Regions from separate parts of the Sus scrofa genome. Here region 1 is linked to region 2. The links are chromatin contacts, called in public Hi-C maps. All regions are on one chromosome and are shown on one strand. Each heading gives the region's core, a stretch centred on a gene start, on an enhancer-like site or on the middle of the called end of the contact. The rest is flanking DNA. Distances are from core to core; before and after follow the strand shown. Region 1 holds the start of TM4SF4 (transmembrane 4 L6 family member 4). Region 2 holds the start of CP (ceruloplasmin).

The links. A called contact is a pair of places that touch in the nucleus more often than the background predicts.
Region 1: a contact with region 2 is called in a Hi-C map of liver, with 2.6 times the contacts expected there. The contact joins the promoter of TM4SF4 here to the promoter of CP in region 2. A contact is called at or near these places in 4 of 47 Hi-C or Micro-C datasets (liver and skeletal muscle).

The regions. Positions count from the first base shown.
Region 1 is chr13:89,697,472-89,703,704 of Sscrofa11.1, reverse strand. TM4SF4 (transmembrane 4 L6 family member 4) reads right to left here and starts at 2,534. Exons shown (of 5, transcript XM_003132480.5): 1 at 1,987-2,534; 2 at 1,160-1,249. The coding sequence starts at 2,160.
Region 2 is chr13:89,459,003-89,465,968 of Sscrofa11.1, reverse strand. CP (ceruloplasmin) reads left to right here and starts at 2,718. Exons shown (of 19, transcript NM_001267694.2): 1 at 2,718-2,929. The coding sequence starts at 2,784.

The DNA.
Region 1 (6,233 bases), core at 1,285-3,784, 240 kb before region 2:
TGTTAAGAAAGGGAAATTAAAAACGATTCGAATTAGTAAGGACTAATTTCCATCAAAATAAGAGTTTTCTGGTAGAATCAAGAGGATTGAAGGAGAAGAAAAAAGAAACTAACTTTGTATGTGATCGAACGATAGAGCATATCTGTATCTGGGCAGAGCTTGTCTGTACTTGGGGAAATTCTGATCTAGTCCCATATCCTTATCTTGTAGATGAGCAGAGGGAGACAGAGAGCAGTGACTCCAGTTGTGGAAATGAGACTCAACCCCACTCCCAGTCTTCTTTCCCTCCTGCTTGGAACAGTGTGGCCCACTATAAGATGTATGACTGCAGAAAACAAGAAAGGAACAGAGGAATTCCCACTGTGGCTCAATGGCTAACGAATCTGACTAGGAACCATGAGGTTTCGGGTTCAACTCCTGGCCTCCAGTGGGTTAAGGATCCGGCATTGCCATGAGCTGTGGTGTAGGTCGCAGATGTGGCTCCAATCCCTCTGTGCTGTGGCGTAGGCCAGTGGCTACAGCTCCAATTCGACCCCTAGCCCGGGAACCTCCATATGCCACAGGAGCGACCCTAGAAAAGGCAAAAAGACAAAAAAAAAAAAAAAAAAAAAAAAAAAAAAAGAAAGAAAGAAAGGGAACAGAGGTCCCAAGGCAAAGTCCAGGTAGAGGACGGAAATGCTGGGCTCTGAGGCAGTGAACTTGCTGGTGGTAAGAATGGAGAGTTGAGGGGGCCATTGGGGAGAAGACAGGGTTATTGTCTGTTATTCTGTCCCACTCCCCTTTACTGATGAGGTGACGCAGAGCCAGAGAAGGGAAAGGCCTCGCCAGGGAACTCAGGGCTTCTCAGTGGCAAAGGGAGAGTTACAGCCCTTCTGCCTGCCAAACCTGTATTTTTTATACAGCACTGCTGCACTTTTCCAACTCTGCCTGTTTATAACATTTTAAATGGTACTCATGCCTTTATAAGTATGAGGGCGATGGTTTTTAAAATTTAGGATAATTGTCACTTTGCTCCAGCACGAATCCCATCGTCATCCTCCTACCAGCTGCTCCCAAAGTCCTTCCTGGGGTTGGTAACTTCTCCATCCCCTGTCACCCACCTCCGCCAGCACAAGGAGGCAGTGCGAGGGAGCAGGAGGGCACAGAACCAGAGACTCACCGCGAAGCGCTTCCCGCAGCTCTCGTTGCCACAGCACCCACAGCAGTCATTGTTCTTCAGGCCCAAGAACACCAGTGCAGGGAAGATCATCTATAGGCAAAAGAAGCACCTTAGAGGGACTCTGGTTTGGTCATGAAGGGGGTGCCCATGCCTGCCTGGCTGTGTGAGGAGCCACACCTGTGATGTGGGACTTGGTGGCCAAGGGGTATGGCAGGAACTAACAGAGCCTGGCTGGTGGGTGGACAAGTGTTGAGTATCCGGGTTCTATTTGGCCTAAGGGCAGCTGTTGTGAGGCAGGATGTCGAGATTTGACACCCTGTGTTCCCATTTACATGGTGGGTCAGGATAGGGATTAAAAATCCTGTCCTCAATGGTCGTGAAACATAACCAACCTCTGTTGGAAATGAGGGAATAAAGAAATCATTAGCACAAGAGTGGAAGAAGAATCCACTGACACCTGCTTCTCTTGGTGGTTTTCAGTCATTTACTAGAAAACTGTGTTCACCTCCTCCCCGACCACCACCCTGCACCCCAGCGTTTTCTTGTTAAAATGAAGAAATTATGCGGCAATCAGTTCGGTTCAGGAAATTCAACTGACCCATGAGAACTGCTAGCCTAAGCTTGGGGATTCATCACTTAGTCCATTTAATGAACGTGTCTTTGGCCGGTCCCAATGGGGAAGGGCAGAAATTAAAGCGCTAACTTTTCATCATGCAGTGCTTGGGCTTTTGTTAGCAGCCAAATCTCTTCCTGTTTAGTCAGTACCCACTTTTAAAAGGATAGGGTGAATATATCCTCTGGGGGGATTTTAAGGCTTCCCTACTCACCAAAACTCCGCTTCCTAATATTCCTCCAAAAAGCCAGACTTCATCGGAAAGGTGGTCATTGTTGTCTATCACTTTTCCTCCAGGGAAAAATAGCAGGATGTTAGCCAGGAAGCCAAACACAGTGAGGGGAATGAGGGTGCCCCCCAGGCACTTGGCACAGCTCCCAGTGCACATGCTGGAGATGGAGATACAAGGTTTGTGATACAAAGTCCTTCGCTGCCTTCTTCACAGGCTCTCTTCAAATTATTGGCCACAGCGTCTTAATAATTGTCCACAAGTCAATCCGTATTTTGGAGCTCAGAAACGAAATCAGCCCGTGAACTGTGTCCTTGGAGTTGCTTCAGCCTCTCAAATACAGCAGAACCTCGATGGCAACAGGCATTTATACATTCTGCTTGACACTAAGTCCTTTCTTTTTTTTTTGCACCCTCATAAATAAGATTACGTCCTTTGCAATCATTTTGCCATGGAGACCAATAACCTCTGTTAATAATCCACCAGCATAGACAAGATACTCAACCTTGTTGCAGTAGAATATAGGGCTGAAACAAACAGCATCTGGAAATACTGCACCTTTAATCTGACAATGCCCCTACCCAAATCAAGAAATATTTTCCCCAGGCTCTTTATAAATCACTGTAAAATTGAGTTACATCCTAGCTAAAACCATGTCTCCTAAGTACTTAATGGCCTACAGTGCGTGTCTTTGTCTTTTCCGCTGAAAGCTGGGAATACAAAAGAGATATTTGAAAGAGCTTCTGTTTTCCTCAGTAGGAAAATAACAATCTGATGATCCAGTTGGATACTGCTGAGCTTAGGTCTACAGGAATTTTTTAAAGGACAATATCAGAATGACTGTTTGTTGTCTCATTGCTCTATTTTTATACTTGCTACTCCATTAAATTCTCTCTCCTTCCCTACTTGGCATGCTAGAATTAGCAAAAAACAGTTTCCACAATCAACTTGTTCAGCTGCATCTTCCATGCAGAGGTAAAAACCTCTACCTTTACAAAAGGTAAGGGGAAAGGAAGATTGAGGTTGAGTGGAGGAGGGGAAAGATACTGATAAATAATTGGAGGCAGAGCAGAAAAAGTTGAAAGAACAGTTAGAGAATGTAGGAGGCAGTAAGATGGACTTCTACTGGAAATTTTGCCAACAGCCTGGGGCATGATTAAATTACTAGTTTGCACTGTGTCATTTTAAGAAGGTCTCTGCCATGCCCAGACCAAACCCTACCATGTGCAATGACCCTGCTCTGAACTGGTGTTGGGTAACAGCTGAAGGACTATGGGATGGAAAGGGAGCCTGCTAGCTCTTTGTTGGGAGTCTAGAGGTTAGAATAAGACAGTAGATAATATTTCATAGTCAGATTTTAGCTAAATAAAAAGCAAGTAACATCATTATCATGGTGAGACTTGTCCTCCCGTGGAGTTGGCCACAATGTTCCCTGGGAAGCAGTGGGCTGCATTCTACCAAGGCTCAAGGAGCCTCAACCAGGGGAGCTGTGGACAGAATTCCAGAAGATTCAGAGCAGATGGACTCTGAGGTTCCTTCTAAAAGTCTATGAAACGTGCATTGGTTGCTCTATAAAAGATACTTTCTGAGATCTCAGGATTGGGGATGAGAAGAAAAACAGAAAATATTTCTTGAGCACTGGAAGAAGACGTCATGTCCCCTGTAGAAGGCAGTAGGGCTTAGAGAGGTTAAAAATACATTTTGCGAGATCACCCCAGCCTAATGAAGTGTGGTGCTAAGAGTTTAAATCAAGATTCTTTGTCACCAAAACCCAGGCTATTGTTTTCCTCATAGATTTTCCTTTTTTCGAAATTAAACAAGTTATTTTTTCAATATGAACAAGAATGATGCCATGTTGAATTGTGTGGGTAAGTTTGGACAAATTTCCTGCTGAACAATGGTGAACAACTGTGATTTTTTTTTTCCTATTAGAAAATAATATGGATTTTTTTTTCTTTTTTGTAGAAAAGTCAGAAATATAGACAAACAGAAGGAAGAAAAGGAAAACCAACTGTGTTCCATCACCAATAGGTAAGGACTCTTATCTCTTTGCTGGCATTAGTTTTCCAACACCCCAAGCAGGTGCAAATAAGCTTTCTTTGTAACCCACCAGGTTTGACAGGGAGCCATAAGAATAATCCCAGACGGAAGACAAAGATTTTAGGGTTGTAAGTGGTAAGTTCACCCTTATAGATGCCACCTTGGAGCTAGGCCATTCCCCTTTGGACACTGGCAGTTTTTTCTTTCTTCAGAGACTTTTGCCTCTAGAAGTCAAGGCATTTGAATAACTGGTCAACACAGCCCTGATATCCCAGACTTTTTAGATGAGCAACTGGGGTTGGCAATCACTAAGTGAACAAGTGCAAGTAAGAGATACTGTGGATCACAATTCAGTTTTTTAAGAAGACTTGGTAACTGAGTAACTGTGAGGGAGAGGCCAGAGGTCCTTATTTCCTGTGTGGAGAAGTGGAAACACAGACAGACAATCACCCTTCTGGAATGCCCTGACTTCAAGCTTGGAGGGTGATTAATTCATTTATTGTTCAACTATTCATTGTGCCTTTAGACCTGTAGGCAGGAAGTGGAATACCTAATCTAGGGAAATGGGATGGTGAGGGAGGGAGGCTTGGTGAAATTCACCCTCAGGAAGGGAAGGGTGGGGTCATGGCTCTAGGCACTTGTGAGATTTCAGACAATAGTTCTTTTGATACCCTTCTTGTTTGCTGTTCACTCTCTGTTTAGCACTGAAGCCCTTAAACCAAAAGGGCTAGAGCCTTCCTTTTCAGAGACAGCAAGGAGGAGGTGGCTGAGATGGAGCCCCACTTTTTTTTTTTTTTTTTTTTTTTTTCTTTTGGGACCACACCTGCAGCATATGGAAGTTCCCAGGCTAGGGGTCTAATTTCAGCCATAGCCGCTGGCCTACACACAATCACAGCAATGTGGGATCCAAGCCGCATCTGTGAGCTACACCATAGCTCACAGCAACGCCAAGTAATGTACTGAACAAGGCCAGGGATCAAACCCATATCCTCATGGATTCTAGTTGGATTTGATACCACCGAGCCACAACAGGAACTCCTGGAGCCCCACTTTGGGTCCTGTCCTATAGGAAGAAGACCTCAGAGGTGAGAATAGATGGAATCTCTGGAAGGCACAGAAAGGGATCCTTTCGGAGAGAAAAGGAGAGAACACGAGCCTGGGTGGCACATGACTGGCTCCTTCACTCTTGGGTCATTCCAGCATAAGCGTTCCATAAGTGGCCACTGTCCTGTTTGAGACTAGACCACAAAAGGACTCCAACAGCCTAGAGAGCTGAATGACACAGGACCCACTCTCGGATTTCTCTCTGTCAGAACCTAACTGGAGTTGTCATCCAAGCCTAACCAGAGCCACCATTTACAGAGCACTTGCTATATGCCAGGCACTGGTCTACCGGTCTGTGCCATAACTCATTTAATCCCAGAGCATTCCAATAAAATGGGTACTTGCCCTGTTTTCGTGATAACAAAATAACTAGTAAGTGCTGTTCTGGTTGACTCTTGATGTAGCATAAAGCATCTTAAAACTTTATATTTAAAATAGCAACTTTGTGTTTAAAATAGGGGTCAGAGGGAGGATTGGAGTTTGGATCAGCAGACGCTTATTATATATAGGATGGATAAACAAGGTTCTACTGTATAGCAGGGAACTATATCAGTATCCTGTAATAAGCCATAGTGGAAGAAAAAGCAACCATTTTATTATACAGCATGGTTTTGTGGTCAGTTGTTTGAGTGGAGATCAACAAGGTATTTCTTCAGCTCTAGGTAGTGTCACTGGGATTATTGGCTCTTTCTTGTTCAGCTGGGGCTGCAGTGCATTGGTCTGTAGGGTCCTAGATGGTTTCACTCACATTCCAGGCACCTCGATGGGAAGGGTGGTAAGACTGGGCTCAGGAGGGCCCTCCCTTCCCCCATAGTCTTAGAGGTCCGCACATGGTCTCTGCAGTGACATAGTGAGGTTTTACATGGTGCTGCAAAAGACAAGGAATGGAAGCTGCCAGTTTCTTAAGACCTAAGGCAGAGACAGGGACAGGCCCCTTTTGTCATATTCTCTTGGTTAGGATTGTCAGAGTCATCTAAGATTCGAGGACTCGGTCGTAGACCTCACATCTGCATGAGAAAAATGTCAAAGAATTTGTGGCCATCTTTAATCCTCAGCGATGTAGAGGTGGGATTTGAACTCAGAGTCCC
Region 2 (6,966 bases), core at 1,469-3,968:
ACTTTAATAGTCTCTTCAGGTTGTATTTTCTTTTGCATAAGGTCAGAAGTAGCAGAACATGTCCTCTGGACATCCCTTTCTAACACCAGACTCTCTTCAGTCTTCTCTAGATTCCAACTGAGCTGTAATTCTTTTTCTGTGCTAATCCTTAGAGCAAATAACAAAGGCCATGTGACAACTGAGACAGCTTGCTCACATTTTTTTTTCCACTTTTGATTTCCCACTGCTTCAGTTATTATATCTAAGAAGCCCTTTGGTGTTTAGGCATCCTATACTCACACAGTGGCCCTAAGTTGCCCACAAACCTAGCCGAGTCACCCCATATGGAAGGGGCTGACCAACCTGGGATTCCCCCTACAACAATTGGCTTTCCTCCAGCAAGACCTCCTTACCCACTCCTGTGTTGTTTTCTGTCCCCTGGCTGGCTCACTAATTGTTGGAGGATGGAGAGGATGAAAGTGCCCACGAACGGAGAAGGAATATTAACACCAAAAATGAGGCAGGTGGCTGCATATAATTAATGGATCTGTTCATTATAGGATAATTTACTCACAGGGTAAGATCACTGAACAACGATTCCGAATCCAGATGCTGTTCGCACCACACAGGGGCCATTGGGACAATTCCATAGCTAACCTAGGATATGGGAGTACATGCTTAGGAACAGAAAGTGCATTCCTAAGTCAAGATTTATGAATGAGGACATAAAGAACAGACTTGTGGTTGCTAAAGACGGGGGAAGAAGAGGGATGGATTGGGAGTTTGGGGGTGATAGATGCAAACATTACATTTAGAATGAATAGACAATGAGGTCCTACTGTATAGTACAGGGAACTACATCCAATCTCCTGGCATAAACCATAATGGAAAGGAGTCTTTTAAAAAGAATGTTTAAAAGAAGATTTATGAAGGAGTAATCCCAGGGACACTGGAAATACATCAGTGAAGGTCTTCATCATTGTTTGGAGGATAGCAAGTACAGAGGCCACCTGGACGTAAAGATCTTTAAAACTATTAACTACAAGCCCCTGATGACAGAGAAGTGATTTCCCACATAGTGAGGTCCCAGGTAGGGGCAGTGGAAGGCCAGGAGGAACTGTACAGTCCCAAGATGGCATCACTTACACCAACAGCCATATACCGGTTCGTATACAGGGGCTTAGAGCCAATTAGCAAAAAGTGGCACTTCTAGAATAAACAGCTAAAAGGTGGTCCCTCTGTGGGGATCATTTGGGGAAAAAGAAGCCTTTCTGGGCACCAGTTTTTAAAAGGAACAGCATCTTACAAGGCATAGGGTTGGCCAGTGGAGTCTGGGCAAGATTTTAGCCATACTCAGGTCCTCTCAGTGGGCATGAAGGCTCCAGAAAGAGGTCTTGAGACATCCTGGGCATTGTGACTCAACTTTCTGTATCAGGACAATTCGTTAAGATTATTGCTAGCTGGAGAAAGGAGCATCCCCACTATGTGACCTTACTTGGGTCATTTCAATTAATTTGGACAATAGCCCTCTGAGGCTGAGATTTTTAAAGATGAGGAAACTGAGGTTGAGGTCAAGCATGCATCTTGACTGGGGTCACGTGATACCATCAGTTTTGGTCTTCAACCTGTTTTCCCTGGCACCATTAGTCTCCTTCCTCGACTTATTTTTTCTCCGTAGCACTTGCTGTTAATACTGGAGATTTCACACGTCATTTATATATTGTTGTTCTCTCTCCAGTAGACTGTAAGTTGACGAGGGTAGGGATTTGTGTCTGCTTTATTCACTGCTGTATCCCCACAGTGCTTAGAACAGTGTCCAATACACAGAGGGCTCACTTATTAAATGAATGAATTGTTCAAACACTGGGGCGCTTTCTCCTATACCAATCTGTTTCTACAAACACTTTTAGGCAATACTTACATAATGCACTGAGGTGTTCTAAAGAAAAAGTTTACATCAGCACAAAATGGGCACTGTTATCATCAGGATTTTCTTCAACTAAAAAACAAATAGTCTTTTACCTCCAAATTTATGTCCAAAACAAAGAGAGAGAGAACCAGGTTAATAAGCTGGGCTTTCTCGATTTACCAAGATCAACATTTGCTTTTGAAGACAGGTTTATTTACCTCTAATTTCTTCAGTAATTAAAACAGAATCATCAACTACTGTTATCCTCTGCTAGTTATTCAGATATAGCAATCCAGAATAACCTGATAAACATTCTATGCAGATGTGCTCGGAACTTATGTAATAAATAAATCCTTCAAAATAAATTCCTATTTGGGGATATTCAAGTTTGGTGTGCTAAATATCACGTTATGTTAAAGTTGCAATTAGGTATTGTTAGGCTTTTCAAAAGGAAAGAGCTTCATATTTTGATTTATTTTGCAAATTTTGCATAATTTATCCTGATTTATTGAAAGTTCACTGTGTGCAGGGCTCTGTACTGTGGCATATTGTTGGAGGAACAAAGGGAGCATTTAGACATGATCTCTACCCTCCTGGAATTTATACTATGAATGGTAGAAGCATAGAGTTATGCACAGTTCAGTGCCTCCAACAATAACTGTTGACTTTTTATTCGTAATCAGAGGATCCTGGCAATGGAAAACGAGTTTTTTTTCCTGGGTTTACGAGAACTGAACTGAAGTGGAAAATGTTATTTGCTTTCACGAAATAATTTTGTCTTGTGCAACATAAAATTCTGTCAGTCAAGCAAATAAAGGAAGAAAGCCTTATTTATAAAATTACCTGCTTCTGATTTCACTTCATTGCCTCTCAGGCTTCAAGAGGGGGAAAAAAAATGAAGATTTTCTTGCTCGGTATTTTTCTAATTTTATGTGGTACCTCAGCCCGGGCAAAAGATAAGCATTATTACATTGGAATTGTTGAAACAACTTGGGATTATGCCTCTGACCGTGGGGAAAAGAAACTTATTTCAGTTGACAAGTAAGTCACTAATTTTTTCTTGCTTATAGATCAAATGTATAAATTATCATTTAAGAAAATTAAGACAATGATGAACTACTGATAAGGATGAACTATTTCTTTAATTTGTTATACAGAAAAACTACAAAATATGGACTTGAAACCCTAGACACTTTAATAAATGTCCTCTAATTCCTGGGATTTTGTTTGTTTGTTTGTTTGTTTTGAGAGGTTGACCTTACTTCTTTCAACTTGGTCTTGGGGAACTGTGTGGGCTTCTTATTACCCCCCTCTAACTGTTACCTCATCTCCTATTGGGGCTCAGTCTTTTTGTCTGTTTTCGCAGCTCTTTCATCTAAAGAATGACTGTAGAAAGGTTTATGTTTACTATACCATTTACTGATTATTAATGGTAAGAAGAAAAGGTTTTTAATCTTCAAAGAATGTTTATAGAAATCAAATCTAATTTTAATATGACTCTCCCTGATACTTGTCAGATGACTCTGGACAGTTCAATAGGTCCATCTTTCTCAGACTCAGCATCCTAATCTGTAAAATGAAAATAATAGGAATACATCATGGGGTTGTTTAGAGAGTGGGTGCACAGAAAGCTCTTAGTACAGCACTTGGCGCGTTATACATGCGCAAAAAAAGTAAGACAGCTATTATAATGTCCCCTCGAAAAAACTCTATGTAACTTAAAGGTTTCTTGTGTCACTTGAAAGCTCCTTTATTTTAAGCTATATTCACCACATGAGAAGACAGAAGTAGACTTCTCTTTGAAGTTTTTTTGTCATGGGAGTTTATCTTTACTGAGGTCATCACTTTTAATAATGTTCACTAAAAAGTTAACACCAAATTGAAGTTTGTTATTCCAAACCAATATTCATTACATTTAAAGATGTATTTTAATGGTGATAAGTGTAATTTAATGGTCATAAATATATTATAAATTGTCATAAAAAGTTGTATTAATGGTGACAAATGATCCCAATGACCTATAGCTGTCAGGTGGGCTGGGAACCAGACCCCTGACCCCTGGACCCTGGCCTGGGTGCTGACCATGACCTCTTGCCAGGCCCTCAGGCTGCCCTCTTCCCTTTAATCTCCATGCTTGGTTGGCAATAGGCCCTCTGGAAGCACTAAAATTTGCTCTTACTTGCTCCTAGACTAGCCATGAAGTGAGAAGATGGTTATTTAAAGAGAATTCTTGGAGTTCCCTTCATGGTGCAGTGGTTAACGAATCCGACTAGGAACCATGGGGTTGCGGGTTCGATCCCTGGCCTTGCTCAGTGGGTTGAGGGTCTGACGTTGCCGTGAGCTGTGGTGTGGGTCGCAGAGGTGCCTTGCATCCCATGTTGCTGTGGCTGTGGTGTAGGCCAGCGGCTGCGGCTCCGATTCGATCCCTAGCCTGGGAACCTCCATATGCTGCAGGAGTGGCTCAAGAAAAGGCAAAAAGACACAAAAATTAAAAAATTTAAAATTAAATAAAAAAATAAAGAGAATTCTCTATTTAACTGACAAAAAAATCTAGTTAATATATTAATGCGAAATAAATCCTTTTTGTGCCTTGATTTTTCTACTGAAGATGTGAACAAGTAAAAATGAAGTAACTGGGAAAAAAATAGCTAAACAGGGGTTCCCATTGTGGCTCAGCAATAATGAACCCAACTAGTATCCATGAAGAGGCAGGTTCCATCCCTGACCTCACTCAGTGGGTCAGGGATCCATCATTGCCATGAGCTGTGATGTAGGTCACAGATGAAGCTCAGATCCTGCATTGCTGTGGCTGTGGCCGAGGCTGGTAGCTACAGCTCGGATTAGACCCCTAGCCTGGGAACTTCCATATGCCATGGGTGCAGCCCTAAAAAGAAAAGAAAAAGAAAAAAAGATACCATAAGTATTCTATAAATGTTAATACTTACTTTTACTATCAGAAAAAAAAGTTGAATTTTTTCCTAGTATCGCCCGTTTAAGAAAACAGGGGAGTAAACAAAACATTTGTAATGAAAAAACCTGCACAGAAGGCATTCATTTTACTACTTCAAACATGGTCTTAAATTTTAAAAATGATTTTTAAAGACACATAATCATGACCTAAAATTATCTGGAAAAGTCATTTATGATGACTCATACTGCAAGGTTACTAAGTGCAAACTAGTAAGCAAAAGCTGCTGTGGTACAAACACTTCTGTAGGACAGCCCATGTGTATATGCAAGTGAAGCACTTATACCATTTCACACGTTCTAAGCTCTAGGATTTGGTATCGAAGTTGCTATCTTCCCCAAGAACATATCCAAAAGAAGACTGACACTTAGATATAGTTTTTATACTATGCTGGTGAAGGTAGGCTACTTATAACCTATAATTCACTTGAGTTTGTGCTATGTACACCCTGGTTGAATCTTTGTCCACCAGTTCAATTTTGACTGTTTTTCTTGTATTTCCAGTGTGTAGTAGGTAGAATTTTTTTAATGGTCCCAAAAGATAACCTACCCCAAATCTCTAGAACCCATGAACATGATGAGATATCACTCCCACAATTTATGTTATACTGAATGACACAGCTGACTTTGAACTAGGGGCATGATCTGGGTAGACAAAGAATAAGTCAGAGAGATTCAAAGATAATTGAGGGAGAATTCAACAAATTATTACTGGTTTAAAGATGAAAAAGGTCAGTTTGAAAGCAATACAGGTGGCCTTAAGGAACTGGGAGAGATCCTCAGTTGACAGCCTTCAAGGAAACAGGAATTTCATTCCTACAACTACAATGAACTGAATCCTGTCAACAACCTGACTGAGCTTGGCAGTGGATTTCTCCAGACAAGTACTCAGCTCAGCCAACATCCTTATATCAGCCTTGAGGTAACCTAAGCAGAGAACCCAGGAATGCCATGCCCACTTCTGATCCATAGAAATGTGAAATAAAAAGTGGATGTTTGGAGTTCCCGTCGTGGCTCAGTGGTTAATGAATCTGACTAGGAACCATGAGGTTGTGGGTTTGTTCCCTGGCCTTGCTCTGTGGGTTAAGGATCCGGTGTTGCTGTGAGATGTGGTGTAGGTCACAGACGCAGCTCGATCCCAAGTTGCTGTGGCGAAGGCTGGCGGCTACAGCTCCGCTGAGATCCCTAGCCTGGAAACCTCCATGTGCCGTGGGTGTGGCCCTCAAAAAGGCAATAAGTAAATGAATAAATAAATAAATAAATAATATTTATTTGTTGTTTTAAGCTACTTTGTGATCATTTGTCATGCAGCCGTAGAAAACTAAAATACTATGTCTCAATTAGTGAAGCTAAGAATCCAGAAATTTTCATGTATGTTACCCACATTTTATTAACCATGTCTAAACATAAACCAAGGTCCCTGAGGGCATTCTGAATTTATGGGAAAGAGTAACATTGTTATTACCTTACTAAGGCAATATTAAAAATGTTTTAATTTTCCTACCATTAAAAACTCACTTCTGGATATGAATCTACCAGGAATTATGGGAATTGCTGAAGGATTATGGGAATTGGGGGAGGGCTAAAACAGAGGCAGGTGATTACTGAGAGGGGGCATATCTATTGTAATGAGCAGAAAAGAGCATATTGCAATTGTCAACAGGAAGAACTGCAATTAATGTGAGTTATTTGTTTGGATCAAAGTGCAATAATAACAGATTTTTTTTTTGACTGGATATCTGACTGGCAAACTTCCTGCACATTTCCAGTAACTGAACCTTTGTCCCCAAGCTGTGCTCTTGAAGTTAAATAGACATACCCTAATGACCTTTGGTGTTCCTTTGGAGATAGAACATAAGCAAACACAAACAGACCTCCCCCAAAGTATTACATGATGGGAAATATTTCCCAATTTGGTTAAGATTTAATTTTGTTTCAGAAGAAAAAAAGACAAGATAGTAAAAACACTTTTAATATTGCTGTGTGTATATAAGAAATTCTAAACGTTAAAAACTCTGAATAGGGGAGTTCCCTGATGGCTCAGAGGGCTAAGAATCTGGCACTGCCACTGCTGTGGCTCTGGTTACTGCTGTGGGGTGGATTCAATCCAC